Linked DNA regions of Sus scrofa: region 1 is linked to region 2. Evidence: chromatin contacts called from public HiChIP or PLAC-seq data. All regions are on one chromosome and are shown on one strand. Each heading gives the region's core, a stretch centred on a gene start, on an enhancer-like site or on the middle of the called end of the contact. The rest is flanking DNA. Distances are from core to core; before and after follow the strand shown. Region 1 overlaps LIMCH1 (LIM and calponin homology domains-containing protein 1). Region 2 overlaps LIMCH1 (LIM and calponin homology domains-containing protein 1).

What was found. HiChIP or PLAC-seq counts read pairs in DNA pulled down with a chosen protein or histone mark.
Region 1: an H3K27ac HiChIP or PLAC-seq map of skeletal muscle shows a contact between it and region 2, with 4 times the contacts expected there. The contact joins two enhancer-like sites. A contact is called at or near these places in 2 of 47 Hi-C or Micro-C datasets (both in embryonic fibroblasts) and 1 of 2 datasets of contacts at active chromatin or transcription factors (skeletal muscle).

What each region holds. Positions count from the first base shown.
Region 1 is chr8:32,743,638-32,749,457 of Sscrofa11.1, reverse strand. All of the region lies in intron 21 of LIMCH1 (LIM and calponin homology domains-containing protein 1), which reads right to left. Among named protein-coding and RNA genes, the nearest start is that of PHOX2B, 100 kb to the left of the region's middle. Within about 2 kb of position 2,262, at least 9 of the 83 cell types and tissues checked have an H3K27ac peak or open chromatin away from gene starts, as enhancers often do. A contact at or near this core is called in embryonic fibroblasts and skeletal muscle, where this site is marked.
Region 2 is chr8:32,555,819-32,561,568 of Sscrofa11.1, reverse strand. All of the region lies in intron 1 of LIMCH1 (LIM and calponin homology domains-containing protein 1), which reads right to left. Among named protein-coding and RNA genes, the nearest start is that of LIMCH1, 130 kb to the right of the region's middle. Within about 2 kb of position 2,113, at least 9 of the 83 cell types and tissues checked have an H3K27ac peak or open chromatin away from gene starts, as enhancers often do. A contact at or near this core is called in embryonic fibroblasts and skeletal muscle, where this site is marked.

The DNA.
Region 1 (5,820 bases), core at 1,013-3,512, 190 kb before region 2:
AAATAATAATAAAGTTCTTGAGAACACTGGTGTTTCCAATGAATAGAAATAAATAACTATAAAGACTGAGCCAAAGCCTTCCCAGCCCAAACAGGAACAAATGAATGGACATATTTTATTAAACCCTAGATGCCATCAATTTTAATTATATTATTTTAGGTACTATTAAGAAAGAAAATACACTGCCTGTTAAACAGGACACACTATTTTTTATAAGCTATAATTTGATTTAGAGATGCTCAAATGTGGCAAGTGTACATGAAGTCCCATAATTCATGAAGTCCTTTAGATGTGATTTATAATGCAAAGGAGACAAAATCCTCAAGCACCACTTCACTAAGGACTATTTACTAGCACACCTCATTCCAGTAATGCAGAACTGCCACTTTCAGGAATGTCCATGTTTCTGGATGTATTTATTTTTTTCTTTTTTTTTGTCTTTTTAGGGGTGCACTCGTGGCATATAGAGATTCCCAGGCTGGGGGTCAAATCAGAGCTGTAGCTGCCAGCCTACACCACACTCACAGCAATGCTGGATCCTTAACCCACTGAGCAAACCCAGGTTCTCATGGGTACTAGTTGGGTTCGTTAACTGCCGAGCCATGATGGGAACTCCTCTGGATGCATTTCTCTGTGGCTTAACACTCAAACACTGAACACCCAGATGACCCAATTTCTCTTCGCTTAAAATGAAGGTTACATACTATTGTTACTGTAGCCACAATCAATATTTACTGTATTTACACGTGTCAGTATAATTATCTTCCTTAGTTCTCAGCACAAGTCTATTAAGTTTGTACCAATAAGATTCCCTTTATACACAGGTGAGGAAGCTGGGGCCCAGGAGGCTAAGCGACTTATCCAGTGTCATGCTGCTAGTAGGTGGGGAGGTGGGAACCCCGACTTGTGTGGGTAGCCTCAATGCTCCACCATCTGGGCTGGGAGTCACACCCACTTCCAAGTCATCCTCAGGTATTTAAAGGTTCTTGACCCATAAGAATGGGGCCAGAACCAGAGCATCCCAAGTTTATTGCTACAATGGTTCAAACTGCCTTTGCCACACCCTGTCCCTCTCATCCATTCGGGCTCATCCTTTCCTTTCGACCTCTCATCCATTTATCATGCAAAAGATGAGAACCCTCCAGAATCTCTCAGGACAGGGGGCAATTTAGCCATGTCTTCACTTCCCAGGGCAGTTGAGGCCAGACCACCGCAGCCATCCCCGCGTCTTGGAGCTTTCCATCCAAGCCAGGTTAGGGGTGGGGGTGGAGGTGTCCGGGGGCCCAGCACTGTATCTGGCAAAGAGCCAACATGGAATCCGTGCCAGGTAAGCCAATGTTAGATACAAGACTTATGGCAATTATACTCACAGGTTTCGTTTCAATGCATCCTAGTCACCCAAATCAGGCTATGACTAGCAAAATATTCAAGATAAATTAAGAGAAAAGGCAAGTTACAACAATGTGAATAACATGAGCCCATGTTAAAAAAAATATTATAAATACACCGAGAAAAAGAAGAGAAGGACACATTTTTGAAACTCTTGATTTCGGAGTGGCTGGAGTAAGAGGGAGCTTCCATTCTCTGTATGGTTTTCTGTATTCTGTTACATATGCACATAGACTGTATGGAATCAAAGGAAATCCCCAAAGCCAGTTGAATTAACTTCTGTCTGGATCCTCCATCCTGAAGGCTTGTTACTTCTGTACACCCATCATTACTGCAAAGGAAATGAGTTCGAAATTGGCAGTTTTAACCAGGGCGAAGAGACGCGGGAGAAACACACCCGCCTCGCTAGGAAATGTGCTTTCTGACCCACACTTCCCTTCGGTTACATCTGAACAGAAGAGATGCTTTCCCTTCTCCAACTGGTAACACTGCCTCAAGAATGAAAGCAAGTAAATAAAAACAGATCCCTGGACACGAATGAATGAGAGCATAGAGAGGTTACGGGCGCCCAAGCCAGGAGCTGGCTTTCCCTTGACTGAGGACAGCATCCAAACTGGCTCTGGTGCCAGACCGAGCCCTGAGGCCACGAGTGGGAGGTGACAGTCTCCTGGCTTGAGAGGGACGTGGTCCCTCCCGCCACAAATCTACCTGGCACGGGCTGCTCATTTTAACAAGAACCTTACTGGTGGACCAGTCCAGAGCCCAACTCTGAGGAATGAATTGGAAATACGGGGCAGGAGAGGAAGAATGGGGCTGCTTGAGGGGCCCTGCTTCTAGGACAGAGGATGGAGCTTGCACGAATCATTTCACCACCGAGGGCTGGAAGACGAGATGTCCAAGGTCCTTTCCTGAGCTACTATTCGGTGACTCAGAGTGATTTCCCGGCTCTAGTCTTGAATAACTCATCTGGACACCAGCCTGGAAAACCAGACTATTTATGTCTTGGCATCAGGACTCAGGTGCCACATAAGCCACGTGTGTGTTTCCCCTTTCACTTTTGTGTCACCAAATACCTATATTCACTGGACAAAAGAGGAGCTACATGCAGCCCTAGGCTCCCCACTCCTCAAACTTTTCAAACCATGTGCAGGTCTGATCCAGGTCAGATGGACTAGGTTTTTTTGTTTGCTTTTTTTTTTTTTTTTTTAATTGTCCCTTTCTTGCTTGCTTTCTTTCTCTTTCTTTCTTTCTCTTTTTTCCCTTTTCTTTTCTTTCTTTCCTTCTCTCTCTCCCTTCTTTCCTTCCTTCCTTTCTTTTGTTATGCAGGATAGGATAAGAACACTGACCTGGGTGATTCAAAATGGGCCATTTATCGTTACCAAAAACAGGAGACCTGCCATCAAACAATGAAGCCATGCAGATATCAGCCTTGGAGCATCTCCCTGGAATCTTTTTCCCATACAAATAAGGGGTCCTTGCCTGAAACCCATCAGAGGATCCAAATGCACCCCCTTAGACACTCAGGGTGTAGGAGGAAATTAGTGGCCTGGGGCAAGAGAATAGGGATCCCCAAACTGATCCACGATATAGGAATATAAGGAGAGACCCAGCTGTAGCCAGGGCCAGTCCCTACCCAAGGTGGCCTGCTCTCTCTGAGGGCATCGGTAAAACTTGCTGTACATTGCTACATAATTCTTTTTTCTTTTCTTTTGGTCTTTTTAGGGCTGCACCCACAGCATATGGAGGTTCCCAGGCTAGGAATCAAGATGTAGTTGCCAGCCTACGCCATAGCCACAGCAACGCGGGATCTGAGCCCTCTGTGACTTACACCACAGCTCAGGGCAACACCAGTGAGCAATGCCAGGGATTGAACCTGTGTCCTCATGGATACTAGCTGGGTTCGTTAACCTCTGAGCCATGACAGGAACTCCTGCTACCTGACTCTTGATTGCAAACTCCGAGGCAACCAGCAGGAGCGTTTTTCACTCCGGGCAACGGGCTCGGGGCAGTGGACTGGAGCCACTCATTAAAAGAGCCCAGGTCAGAGCTGCTACACTGCAGTGTTGGTTCAAGAGGAAATTCCCTCCAACCCAGAACTGCTCCCATCCTGAGCTGATTGCTCCTGCCTGGAGAGACCGCCTGCCTCCATCCCTACGTGGCAAGACCAGTGGGTCTATCCTTGTGCTCTTGCAGCTCCTCCAGGCCAGCACAACCTCCCGCCAGACTGCCTGTCTGCATCCTTGGGGAACGAAGCCTGCTGGCTCTAAAACTGGCTCCAAACCTGGCTCCACTGCTGTGCTTCTCAGCCTGCACCTCCAAATCCTTGCTGTGTGTAGGCAAGGACCGAGGAAAAGAAAGCGCAGAGAAGACGAACCTCACATTTTCTTTCTTTCTCTCCTTCCTTCCTTCCCTCCCTCTGTGTGGAGGTTCCCAGGCCAGAAATCGAAGCTGAGCCACAGATGCAGCAGGCAACGCCGTAACCTTTTAACCCACTGTGCTGAGCCAGGATCAACCCACACCGCCCCAGAGACAATGCCAGATCCTTAACCCACTGCATCCTAAATACCTCTAATGACTTTTAAAAGAGCATTCAATCTAATGCTCTTGCAACTATTTCTGTGTTGAGAAAAAGTTTCTAGAGAAATATCTCTTGACATTAGCCATCTCAAAGGAATCTGCAGTTGGTCTCAGTTGTAAGGAAAACAGCACCTACTCAAATGCCTTCACCCTGCTCTCAGTGCAAAATGAAATGCTTCAAGAAAGATCCGATTGTCTGTTTTCTTGAATCTGAAAACATTACCAAAGAACTGAATTTTTAAAAGGCGGGCCTAGAGCTTTGTCCAGGTGGAAAAAACAGACCTATCTTGTTAGTTAGCTTGCAAAATGCAGGTGAAGTCGTTCAGATACCTAACAGCTGAGTCTGGCTGTTGGTTCAAGAGGGAGAATTGCCACAAAACTGGGGGGAGGTGACCGCTGGTGGGAAGGGTGTGCAGGACATCGATTGGGATGAGTTGGCAAGAGGGAGAGGACAGGAGGTCAAGTGGTGGGAGTCCTGGGGGTCGCGGGGTGCAGTCTAGGTGGCAGAGGGAAGCCACAACTGGGGAAAAGTGAATAAGAGGAGAAGCAAAATGAGCTGCAGGAGGAAGCATGTGCACATCTGCAAGGGCGATCATCCTCTGGAAAAATCTGCTCATGTCTGCATGCTTCCTCCAGAATTACCGCTGGAACGACTGCCGGGCAGAGCTGGAAGATGACAGGGAATCCATCCCATGTGTTTGAAATTCACATCTGTTCAAGACGGGGATTTTAACGACCTTACTTTAACCTTAAAAACTTTGCACCTATCACTCTTTCAGGCTTCTGAAAAACTATATGGTAACTTTCTCTCTTCTGTTAGTTGAATGACACTGTTACAAACAATTCAAGGGCAAGTCTGAGTCACCGTGACATTATGCTAAGGGCTCTATATATCTGAACTCTCACAATATTGCCTATGCTATTATTACACTTTAAAAAATATATATATATAAGCTCAGGCTCAGGTGGGTTTGACCTTTGACTTAGTGCATGGAGTATTATATTATTATTTTTGGCCACACCCGTGGCATACGGAACTTTCCGGGCCAGGGATCAAACCTACCACAGCAACGAGCCACGGCAGTGACAATGCCAAATCCTTAACCTACTGAACCACCAGGGAATTCCCGTGTGGTGTACTTTAGGTATTTTAGGAAAGGGTCATTTTTGGCACCATCAAGGCAGGAAGGGATTCAAACACAAGTATAACTCATGTGGATCAAGAAAACCTGGATTAGCTTTAAGGGAGACATCAAACATCTTTCAAAACATCTCTCTGCAGGTCCCTAAATAGGATAAATTAGTCCTTCGATTTGGAGTTCCCGTTGTGGCTCAGCAATAAGGAACCTGACTCGTATCCATGAGGACTCAGGTTTAATCCCTGGCCCCACTCAGTGGGTTAAGGATCTGGGGTTGCCATGAGCTGTGGTGTAGGTCACAGATGTGGCTTGGATCCCGCTTTGCTGTGGCTGTGCTGTAGGCCGGAGGCTGCAGCTCTGATTTGACCCTTAGCCTGGGAACTTCCATATGCCATAGACGCGGCCCTAAAATATAAAAAATAAAATAAAATTTAAAAGATGAGTCCTTAGACTAGAAGACTTTCCAAATTCTTTTCCAATCCTGGAGTCTAGGAGCCTAGTATGTGGGCTATGATATGGTTTTCTTAACGAAGCCAATATTTTAAAATGTAAAAGAAGTGAGTGTGAGATTTCCACTTGGAAAAGTCTCAGGGAAAACCGGGAGGGGCCATGGCAGTGCGTGGCGTCTAGTCCTCCTCACCTGTTTGCCCTGCGCTCCCCTCTCAGGGTCCTCTTGTGGGCTCCTCACCACTGTCCATGACTTGGCTTCTGCCAG
Region 2 (5,750 bases), core at 864-3,363:
TAGTGGAGAACTTCTGGGCTACGTGTGTGTTGCCTCCATCCCCAGGAGCAGAGACAGGCTTCAGCCATGGTGTTATTTTTACCTGTGGATCATGTCACCCCTTAAATACTTCAGTTCATGGCTAATTTTGATGAATAGTATACAGAACTGTCACCTGGTGCTCAGCACAGTGAAATACAAAACTTCTGAATTAGGCAAATCTGGGTCCAAATTTCAGTTTGGCACTTAGGAGCTACATGACACTGGCCCAGTGGCTTCATTTCTCTGAGCCTGACCCATCATCTTTATTTTTTTGTTATTATTACTATTTTTCTTCTTAGGGCCACACCCGCAGCATATGGAAATTCCCAAGCTAGGGGTCAAACCAGAACTGCAGCTGCCAGCCTACACCACAGCCACAGCAATGCCAGATCCAAGCCACATTTGCAACCTAGGCTCCAGCCTGTGGCAACACCAGATTCTTAACCCACTGAGTGAGGCCAGGGATCAAACCTGCATCCTCACAGAGACTACGTCAGATTCTTAGCCCAATGAGCCCCAAGGGGAACTCCTGATCCATCAGCTTTAAAAGAAGGTTGTAGAAGCCCACTTTCCAAGGTAGTTTGAGGTTAGAATCATGAGTGGAAACCATTTAATAATATATTTATGACTGACTGGAAGTTCTATTTTTTCTCAAGCTTCTAAGGAGAGGAAAAAATCCACCCTGCAGTGTCTAAATCAGGTGGTTGCAATTGTCGTTCAAAACTATTGCTCAAGAGAAAGCATCGTTGAAGCTCATCTGCTGCTTCACAGATGGATCTGGGCCAGTGGGTGCTGCGTACAAAATCTCACGATGTCATATGCTCCTCTACACACTGTCTGGATGAAATGAGGCCATGAGGAAACAATTGGGCAAATCCAAAAAATGACACATTTTATAAGAAAATTGGCCTTCAAAAAGCCAGTGCTGTAAAGAAAAGGGGAGACTTTTCTTTAAGAGACTTCAGAGACACGACAACAAATTGCATGGTGTGTGCCTTAATGAAATCCTGGTTTAAGAGAAGATTTATAGGTGATGTTTTGGGCACGATTGGGGAAAGCTGAATATATACAAAATATCAGAGCGGAGTTCCCGTCGTGGCGCAGTGGTTAACGAATCCGACTAGGAACCATGAGGTTGCGGGTTCGGTCCCTGCCCTTGCTCAGTGGGTTAACAATCCGGTGTTGCTGTGAGTTGTGATGTAGGTCGTAGATGCGGCTCGGATCCCGCGTTGCTGTGGCTCTGGCGTAGGCCGGTGGCTACAGCTCCGATTGGACCCCTGGCCTGGGAACCTCCATATGCCGAGGGAGCGGCCCAAGAAATAGCAACAACAACAAAAGACAAAAAGACAAAAGACAGAAAAAAAAAAAAAAAAAAAAAAAAAAAAATCAGAGCATGACTTTGCGTTATTAAGAGCGACAGTGGCACAGTGGTCATGCAGAAGAATGTTCTTATATCTCGGAGATGTGCAGCAAAGTATTTAGAGGGAAAGGACCCGATACTGGTAATTTATTTTGAAAAGGTTGAAAAAATAGGGTTATGTGTGCCTACATGTACCTAAGAGGTAAATATAGAAAATATTAACACTTATTGAAACTCGTTGGAGGGCATATGACCTATTTGGACCAACTAGCCTGCCTGTCTTCCTTCCTCCCTTCTTCCCTGACCTTTCTCTTTCCCTTTCTCCCTCTCCCTGCCTCCTCCCCTCCCTCCCTCTCATGTTGCAAAATATTCATAATAAAATGCTGTCTGGAGCATTCAGCAGTCCAGGGAAAAGTCTCCCTCTCCCTGCCTCCTCCCCTCCCTCCCTCTTATGTTGCAAAATATTCATAATAAAATGCTGTCTGAGAACGATTCAGCAGTCCAGGGAATGTACTGAGGTCAAAAACCTGTCCGGTGCCTCCTCGCTGTTTCTAGAAGCACTTGTTCATATTTGATGTCACTGATGACAGTTCACTATCGGTCATTTCATGTATACTCAACCCACTCTCTCACCTGCTCAATACACCGAAATGGCTTTTGTCAGCCATCAAATCGACATGACGTTAGCACTGAGAATGGGAAGGAAGGCAGGCCAAGCCCCTTGGCTTCCTGGTTTGGGGCAAAGAACGGGAACTAGAGGATCTGCCAAGGACACACAGTCCTATGACAGTTATAGGGCTGTCTGAAGAACTGATCGATTTCACCATTTGATATTCTACTAACTGAATCATTTTTAGCTAAGAATCCAAAGTAACCACAAAACTCTTGTATTTCACCAGTACTTGGAATTTTAAAACACATCAAAGCCTAGTTAGAAAACTACTAGAATACGCCCATACAAGTTTTTAGATTACTAAGAGAAAATAAAACATGAGAAGTGGTCATTGTACAGATAGGATGATCATGATTTAAACAGCCTGTCCTTTTATTTTATTTTATTTTATTTTATTTTATTTTATTATTTTATTTTTGGCTGCATCCATGGCATGCAGAAGTTTCTGGGCCAGGGATGGAAACTGCACCACAGCAGTGACAATGCCCAATCCTTAACCTACCGAGCCACCAGGGAACTCCATTCTGTCCTTTTAAAAATTGGTATGACTTGAGCAAGTCAAACTATGAAGAAGAGCAAGGAAGTAGTCAACATAAAATGAGAAGAGTGACTTTTAAAAGGAGAGAAGGAATTATCAATGGGGGGAGCCCAGGATGGGCTTCCAGGATGACAAAATTGTACTTCTTGAATTGGATCTACTTCTTTTTTTTTTTTTTTTTTTTTGTCTTTTTGTCTTTTTAGTGCCACACCTGCAGCGTATGGAGGTTCCCAGGCTAGGGGTCTAATCGGAGCTGTTGCTGCCGGCCTACGCCACAGCCACAGCAATGCCAGATCTGAGCCACGTCTGCGATGTACACCACAGCTCACGGCAACGCCAGATCCTTAACCCACTGAGCAAGGCCAGGGATCGAACCCGCAACCTCATGGCTCCTAGTTGGATTCGTTTTCACTGCTCCATAACGGGAACTCCTTGGATCTACTTCCTGAGACTGTGATTCTAAAACTGTTCACCTCAAATAATTAACTAAACTACAAATTTATGTGGTTTTCCCTAGTTGTGTTATATTTTATGATTTAAAAGATTTTGGAGTTCCTTGTGGCTCAGCAGGTTATGAACCTGACTAGTATCCATGAGGATGTGGATTCGATCCCCAGCCGCACTCATTGGGTTAAGGATCCCATGTTGCTGTGGCTGTGGTGTAGGCTGGTTAAGGATCCACTGTAGCCCTGAGCTGTGATGTAGGTCGCAGATGCAGCTCAGATCTGATGTTGCTGTGGCTGTGGTGTAGGCTGGCAGCTGCAGCTCTGATTCAACCCCTAGCCTGGGAACTTCCATATGCTATACATGCAGTGCTAAAAAAGCTAAAAGAACAAACAAACAAACAAAACAGATTTTAAGGAGGGACTGGGGATATATAGGTTGACCTCATCTCTAGAGCGGTGCAACCCCTTTGTTTTCTCTTTGTTTTCCATTTGGTTTAACTCAGAAAAGGCTTTATAGTAAGAAAATACCACTTGTAAAAGGTTTTTCATGCACATGTAACAGAAATATACCGCCATCTAATAATATTCCTTGTCTACTATTAAAATGGTGACTGGCACGACGGAAGACAGTGTGGAGCTTCCTAAAAATAGAGTTACCCTACGATCCAGGGATTCCACTCCTGCACATATATTCAGAAAAGACAAAAACTCTAATCTGAAAAGACACCTGCACTTTAATGTTCACAGAAGCTCTATTTACAATAGCCAAGACCAGGAAGCAAGCGAAGGGCCCATCCACATATGAATGGATAAAGAAGACATGGTACATACATACAATGGGACATTACGCAGACATAAAAATGAATGAAATAATGCCACTTGTGGCAACATGGGTGGACCCAGAGATTATCATACTGTGTGAATGACGCCAGACAAAGACAAATATGATATTATATCATTTATATGTGTAATCTAAAAAGTAATACAAAGGAACTTATTTACAAAATAGAAACAGACTCACAAACACAGAAAACAAACTTATGGTTATCCCATCTTCTGGGATTTTACCCTTTGAATGATTCTAGGCAGACACCTGGGGTCAGGAATGGCCATGGTGCCTCTTCTCCCATCTTCTATCAAGGGTTCTGCAGTTTGAATCTCAACAGTTGTCTACAGACCCCTAGTCAGGATTGGTTGGAGGCTGAAAGTCAAGACAACTTGGCTCAAGCCACTTGGCTCAAGTTCTCTAATAACCAAGGGCTTCTGGCAAATCACTCCAGTTCTCTAAGAAAACTCGGCACGAATCTAGAGATGCTCTGAACCCTCTTCCACCCCAGCCTCCCAAGAAATTTTGATGAGGATAATAACAGCATCTTTAACTGAATCTTTTTTTTTTTTTTTTTTTTTGCTTTTCAGGGCCACGCCCACAGTATATGGAGGTTCCCAGGCTAGGGATCCAATCAGAGCTACAGCTGCCAGCCTACACCAGAGCCACAGCAACATCGGATCTGAGCTGCATCTGTGATCTACACCACAGCTCACGGCTACGCTGGACCCTTAACCCACTGAGTGAGGACAGGGATCGAACCTGAAACCTCATAATGCTAGTCGGATTCGTTTCTGCTGTGCCATGATGGGAACTCCATCTTTAACGGAATCTTAATTGACTCACATGCTCTTCCCTTCTCTGGTATGTTTGTCAGAGCTACCACAGCTGGTTGCACAGGTTGTGCCCAGAACAAAGGTGCCCAGCTGAGGAGACAAGTTGGGGCTGGATGCCAGCCTGAGCAGTCTTGGTCAAACTACACAAACTCTTCCTAATTCACATAAAGCCACTGTCTGTACCCAAGCCCACAGAGTCCCCCCTGTGATGTATTTCTGAGTTTACACGAAGGTGTTCAGTGGGCTTTCAGGGCCCTGGTAGAAATAGTATTATTATTTTCACCCCTGTTTTCCAGGAGAAGAAACCAAAGTATAGACCATTAAGTAACTGGCCCTATTTCATACAGTAGGTGGCAGAGCCAGGGTCCAAGGTGGGCCATCTGGTTCCTGAGCCACGTTCTCAACCAGGAGGCTAGGCTGCCTAAATCTGCCTGTGTCCCCACTAATTTTCCCTCCCATCAGTGGTGAATAAAGACCTGACGTCCCCCTGCCGATGCCGCCTTCTCTCTTCAGTGTGCCTCTTCCTCAAAATGTGGCATAAGAAAATAAATCTCCCAATCCAGAGAAATGTCAAAACATCTGCCTGATACTGTCCACCGTGGGGGTGAAATCCTAACAATCTCTGTGATCTCTGGATTTTCATCTCTGTATTTAAAACATCATCACACTTGTATCCAAAGAATCCAACTTGAGATAACACTACATACGACGCGATCCCCTGTGGGATGAAAAATAAATATCCACTAATGGAGAGGGAAGAGAAGGCAGAGAGATAAGATGTCTCATTTGAGACCACTAGTGTTTCTACAACAAAATATTCCCCTCTGTATCTTCCTCTGGTTCTTTAGGCTTACGAATAATGTATTATGGCAGGAAATCTGTTCTTTGGGCTTCTTTGTGATGGAAACAGCAGGTGGTGATCCCAGCCCACTAAAGGGCCATTAGTCCAAGGGCCTCACTGACACCCTCCACTGAGGCAGCAGCACCATCTTGGTTTCCAAGCATGTTGCTATGAAGCATGTTGCTATGACGCTATGAAGCTCTCCTTGC